2 separate regions of the Drosophila melanogaster genome follow, and region 2 is linked to region 1. A link is a contact called in public Hi-C data. All regions are on one chromosome and are shown on one strand. The core of a region is the stretch at or near the end of the contact, and the rest is flanking DNA. Distances in the headings are between cores, read along the strand shown.

Region 1 (3,132 bases), core at 480-2,979:
CAGGCCCCGAGTCGCCTGCTGACGGGGCCCGAAAACACGAGAGCCGAGCGCTGGTGAGTCCTGACGAAGATCGCAAGAAGAGGGTTCGTAACTTACACGAACATGTTACTAGACAGGCCCCGAGTCGCCTGCTGACGGGGCCCGAAAACACGAGAGCCGAGCGCTGGTGAGTCCTGACGAAGAGCGCAAGAAGAGGGTTCTTAACTTATATATAATAAAAAGTAAAAAAAAAGTGCATTGAAATCAGAGTCAGAACATTGGCACGGAATTTTTAATATCATTTTTTCCACCAAATGTACTCGAACTTTGGATTCAGCCGCGTTGTACATCTGTATGTTTATTTTCCAATTTTATTTTCACTTACTGAATTACTTGGCGTCGTTTGTTTTTGCCTCCTAGCTTATTTACTTAGAATTTTATGGCCAAACTGATTTATTTGGCAAAATATTAGCAAATAACAGCAAGGTGAAGGTTAGCATGGAAAGTCCCCCGGCCCGGTACCGAACAACACATTTCTATTTATCTAATTAACAAAATTAAAATCAACAAATGCCACACTGAATAATAAGCGATAATTTAGCAAACAGCAGTCCCCAAACAGAAACTCGCGTACAAAAACCGCCTCGAAAACAGCTTTGAAAAGAAAGAAGCAAATAGGGAACAAAGTGAAGCTCAAAATTCGGGTTTATGGCCAAGGTCAAGGACGCGCCATGACAATCAGAAAAATAAGCCAGCCAGCGTACAATGAATAAGCGAACTCAACTGAAATAAAATCAAACTGATTATGGGCCAATCTGACAGAATGTCGAAAGCGAACGATAAGTGGGGGCAATGAAAGCTGAAAGAAAGCGAAATGTGGAGTATTTTGGGGGAGAAATAATGCACTACACTTCAGAATTTTAAGATCGCAAAGATTTTGATTCTTAGGAAAAGATTAAGAAATACATATATATACAAATATGTATATTTTGACATTTCAAGTTTAATTCTTGTCACTAATTCTTATCATGATCAAGCATAATGATACATAATTCATACTGATAAGATATGAAATACTTTGGCGTACTTGTTAGCTTGTTAAATGTAATAGCAAGTTTATTATTTTTTATTGCTTTGTCTAACATTATATATATATTTAATTAATAATAACAAAGACCCCCGTTCTATGATTTCAATATTCATTCTTATATGACTGAAATATTTGAAACACCTCCATTTGGTCACGACTCACTGGCATTGCTCATACTTTTTGAGTTGCGAACTTGACATTTTCCAGATCAGATGGCACAAGATCGCAGAATCCGCAGATTAGGCCGTGGCTCTTTTCCATTTAAGCCCGTTCATCACGGCGCCAACGTGCGTCAGATAGAGACAGCGATATGGTGTCGGAGCGAGAGGGTCGTTTCCAATCACAACGACTCATAAAATAAAAGATCTGAATAATCAGCGCTGGGGGCTCGCTCGTGCTTTTAATTAATGAGCTGAACTTGGATGGCGGTGAGTAGTTTTTGTATCTGCTTCGAGCCGGGCTTTGTTTTATTTATTTTTCCAAAGTCGTTGCAAAGCGGAAGCCGAAAACGCTTGACCAGCAGCTGTCGCTTATCGTTAATCGCTATAGCTGCTGAGCTGATCTTCTCTGCTGCCCCTTTTGGCTTTTTTGGCTGCTTGGCGCCAAAGGGAAGTGGGCGCTGCTGGGGGTGGTGGCGTGTTCTACGGGGGGGTGGGGTCTTAATTGAAAGTGCAGACAGCGCTGGGTAAAGAGCAGATTCTAAAATAAAATCCAGCAGCCAGACACAGTAAAAAGGCATTAAAATGTATACAAAAGAAAAAGAAAAAGCAAAAAGTGAACAAAAAACAAACACAAAGCAAAGCCAGAGACAACAAAAATCAAATACACTGTTCAAGGTTAGGTTATCACATTGCCAAGATCAAGGTTACGTTTTTTCATTCCTTTTTTTTTGTGAGACGGACGTTTGTCAATAGGTGTGTGTGTGCGTGTGTGTGTGTGTGTGTGCCTGCGAGTCTAATTGTGCGTCTGTGGGTGTGTGAGTATCTGTGTGCGCAGTGGTTGCCGTGCCAGACAGAACGTCGATAAATTTGCGAACCTGCAAAAAGCTTCTGAAGTAAAAACTGGCTCAGACTGAAGTAATAATTTTAAGTGGCCGCTGCTCGATGATGGTCTCATTTGTGCTAGATTCTAAGATTAAAGCTCTTTAAATTTACCTTGGAAAATAATTAAACGAAGGCCCAATAGGATATTTAGTATTATTTTCTATTTATTCAACTCTACATTTGCAATCTCAAATTATTATTGAAAAGATCTATTACTAATTTTATAAATGAATTCCAATATAGATACTCAAAAGCTGCTGTATGAAATGAAGCTTTTCTTAAACAGATCAATTTTAATCTGATAATTATCATATTAAACCTAGAATGAAAACTTATAATGTCTTTAAAGAGTTTTTCGTATGTATAAGTTTTAGCTTTCTTGTAAAAATAATAGACAAGTAAATAATACATATATAAACTGAGCTGATTTAATTTTTGCGAAATATTTCGTCATATATAAAGAAAATCAAAACATTTTCCATTTAATAACAGGGAGATAACGTATTTCGCATGTGGGTTTCACCTATAAACAAAGAATATAATAAAAAAATAATATTTATTCACTTCAATAATAAATCAGTATTAAATAAATGTTAGTATCATTTACTAATCCATTATATTAAAGAACCAAAAATTCTTCTTAACTCAATACAATCTTTGCAAATTAGCGAATAAAGGGGTTATCTGCAAACGAATTTGGCAAATCGAATCAGCGACATTAAATCACTTAGCGCATTTTTCAGATTATGTTGGCACTTTTCGGGGGCTAATAAATAAATAATTTCGCTGATTAAGCTGTGATTAATTGGTAGTGGAGCCGTTGAGGAAGTTGGCCACGATTGATGGGCTGTCCCCAACGCCTGAAACTAAGGCTGTCATTTGTCATTGGGGGCCGAGGAAAAATGAAACCGAGATCGGAATCGGTATTGGAATCAAAATCGGAATCGTAAATCGCGCTGATAAGCAAATAAGCGACTCGAAATCGGAAGTGGCTGTATAACGGTGTACGGTGCATATCCA
Region 2 (3,196 bases), core at 7-2,506, 860 kb after region 1:
TTGAGTTTTTGTAAGAAACTGATTTTATTTGGAAATATCTTCGGTTTAAATAGGTGACATGAGAATCGCATCTTAAAGTAAATGGCCTACGCAGAGGCCTAAGTAAATAGTCCCCGCCTTATCGAGGTCCCACGCTCGGGCACATCTGCCTATCTTGAGCGGCGAGGACCTTATCTGTGGTCTCCCACTAAGGGACTATTTTAGGAGGCGGGGAACGATCTCAAGTGACTGACTCATGTAGTGTGCACTTAAATTACATGTTTTTGAGCAATGCACCCATGTCGCCTTAGATAACAAAATCCTAAATATAATTTATCGCTCTCGATTCATTTACATAAGATATGAACGGAGCCCAAAATTGTAAGTCTTTAAATATATTCGTGTTCATGTGTGAACACCTTCCAACCTAACAATTCCAACTTTTACCTGGATATTTGAATCAGTTGCCAGGCGGTAAAAATATGTGCCCATAAATAACCGACTTAGGCAAACAACGGTTTGCGTTTGTGTTTCGGTTTTCTTCGTTTCGGCTTTCCCAAAAAAAATAAAGAACGCTAATTGGGCGAGTTAGAGGAAAAGGTTTGGCAACACACTCCCATGTGGGTTATGCCAACTCTCCAGCAACTTTACGCCGGATTAAGCCTACCCCACGGAAAGTAAAAAGCCCACGGAAATAAATCGCGCCACCCACATTCCGATTACACCATTACTACAATCGTCTCCATTTCGCTTTTCTTATCGCACACTGCCCAAATACAAAAGATAAAGAGCGAAAGAAATGCGGTTGATTGACGAATTAAAGCCGCGAATCTCAATTAAATTGAATATAAAGAAGTCAGTATTAAAAAGTAAACAATAAATAATAGCGCAAGTAATGTGTTGTCCACAAAGCAAAATTAAGTACAAATAAAATGCGAGAAGAAGAAACGATGACAGTGTGAAATGAGCAAACACAAAAGGGGGTTGGGTGGGCGATGGGTGGCGGATGGCGAAAGGGGAGGGGGAGTGGCACAATGAAAAGAGCAAACATGGCAACAACGGCGATTACAACAAAATGCCAGCAACAATAGCAACAACAACAATCGAGAGCAGCAACAACAAGGGAAAAAGAGACAAAAACAACAGCAACGTTTTCTCTGCGGACGTCGCGTTAACGCTGCACAAAATATTATTCAAAAAACCTTGACACACTTTTCATATGCCGCACACACACACAAGCACACACGCGCACAGATACAAAGCACACTCACACACACAGATACAGATTCGCCCAGGGACGGTTTCGACCGCAATTCGCCGCTGCCAGCGCTGCTGCCACAGCCTCTGCCAGCGTCGCCGTCGCAGCGAGCCGCTCGAGGAGGAGGTCAGCTTAATGTAGATTTGTATAATAGTGTATTTCTATATATAAATGTGTCCGTCTACACTAAGAAAAAAAAAGCATACCTTACAAGAAAAAAATCGATTTGTAAAGTAAAACGCTTCTTGAACATAATTAAATAGTTAAGATATCAGATTTATTATGTACTGTTCGTTTTAGTTAATGTATATAGGAATAAGAACATAACTTGGATACATTATAAGATTATACTCATTAGCAGTATAGTACAAGAGGACTGTAATCATTCAGATGAGCAATAAAAACCCATAAATATACAACTGGCAGAGGATTTTAACATCCTAAAAGTTTGCATTTATTTATTATCTGACTTTTATCTTCACTAATCAAATACAAAAAAAAAAAGATAAAAACACTTTTAAACAAGTCCTGATTGCTATTTAATTTATTTTCAGTGCGCTTCAGAAAACTCGTAATGCACACATTTAGTCAAAGTGCACTTTTTCAATGCGCAATAAATTACGCATACCACCCATATACCCTCCCTCCCCTACTTCCCCTCCTTCCCATCATTATTTCACTTTTTTCACGCAACCTGTTCAAACCTTTTTGGCGAAAACGTAATAAATTAACGCGTATAAATTATACAATATTTAATATTTAATTTGCCTCTACTATTTTGCGTTGTTAATTTCATTAGCCATTATTATATTTGTTATAGCACATTTGTAATGAGGTCAGCTGAGTGAGTGTTGCTTCTTTTTTTTTTTTTTTTTTTTTTTTTTGTTATTTCTGTAGATCGGCAACGGCGACGCTGACTTCGCAGTCCGTCGGTCTATCTTGTCTGTCATGTGGAATATCATCACCAATCGAAAGGTGCCGTGGAACAGGTGTGGCTCAATGGGGCTTTTTTGATTGCCATGCTTTGCTCAGTTATTTATTTATACTAATCAATCACTTTGTTGAGTTAATATGGAAAGAATTTTTTTGGGCTGGGTGATCATCATTCTGAAATCATTCGCTTTATTATGATGTTGCTAAACATTTATGGTAGATTTTTTGAATAAAACATTTAAAATATAATTAGCGTATTTTAAAATACATTGTTAAATTAATAAAATGATCTATTGTTTCCCAAAATTGCATTTTCCAATAGAACAAAAACTGAAACCAAAGTAAAAAGCTGACCACAGGTCGTATACGCGATTTTTTCTAAAGAACATAAATATTTCTTGTATATACATACATATTATACATATATATTTATAAACTTTACAGGTTTTATACTTATATGATAAACAAAATATTATTTTTAGCCGACTTGTTCACATTATTAAATCCTTTTCACTTTCCCAACGTCATTCACTTTCCCTTTTTAGGATGACTCCTCTTCTTTTCCCTTTCCTTCCCTTTCGCTGTTCCATGGAATTCCCCTTATTTTATTCATATCTCAGTTGGCCTGGTGACCACGTGCTAATAGCTGACTAATCCCCGCCTGGAATTTCAATTGCAATAAGCTGAACGGAAAAATCGTTGTAAATATTGCATTTATATGTCGTCTGTTGTTGATTTGCTCGATTTTATGGTACCGATTTGGTTCTTCTTCTTCGCCGCCGTCGTCGTCGTCGTCTTTTTGCGCAAAAAGAAAAATATACAATAACAGAAAAAGAAACACACACAGCGCGACTGCAATTCATTTAAAACGTTCGCCCCCTCTGCCGACGCCCCTGCCCCTCTGCCACCCTGCCCCCCTCTGCCGGCGTTGCAGTTGACGAAGCTTGAAACTGGGTCACGAGGCCACAAAAACAATTGCAGGCGGCAAAAAGGGGGGGTTTTCGGCTAGGGGGCTGCTTGGCGTCG

The links. A called contact is a pair of places that touch in the nucleus more often than the background predicts.
Region 2: a contact with region 1 is called in a Hi-C map of the Kc167 cell line, with 1.6 times the contacts expected there. The contact joins two enhancer-like sites. A contact is called at or near these places in 1 of 107 Hi-C or Micro-C datasets (the Kc167 cell line) and 1 of 6 datasets of contacts at active chromatin or transcription factors (the Kc167 cell line).

The regions. Positions count from the first base shown.
Region 1 is chr3L:17,920,967-17,924,098 of dm6, forward strand. No RefSeq gene overlaps it. Among named protein-coding and RNA genes, the nearest start is that of CG5290, 10 kb to the left of the region's middle. Within about 2 kb of position 1,730, at least 24 of the 39 cell types and tissues checked have an H3K27ac peak or open chromatin away from gene starts, as enhancers often do. A contact at or near this core is called in the Kc167 cell line, where this site is marked.
Region 2 is chr3L:18,780,690-18,783,885 of dm6, forward strand. All of the region lies in intron 2 of ftz-f1 (ftz transcription factor 1), which reads right to left. The region is part of intron 2 of lncRNA:CR45939 (long non-coding RNA:CR45939); the gene reads right to left. Among named protein-coding and RNA genes, the nearest start is that of ftz-f1, 19 kb to the right of the region's middle. Within about 2 kb of position 1,257, at least 27 of the 39 cell types and tissues checked have an H3K27ac peak or open chromatin away from gene starts, as enhancers often do. A contact at or near this core is called in the Kc167 cell line, where this site is marked.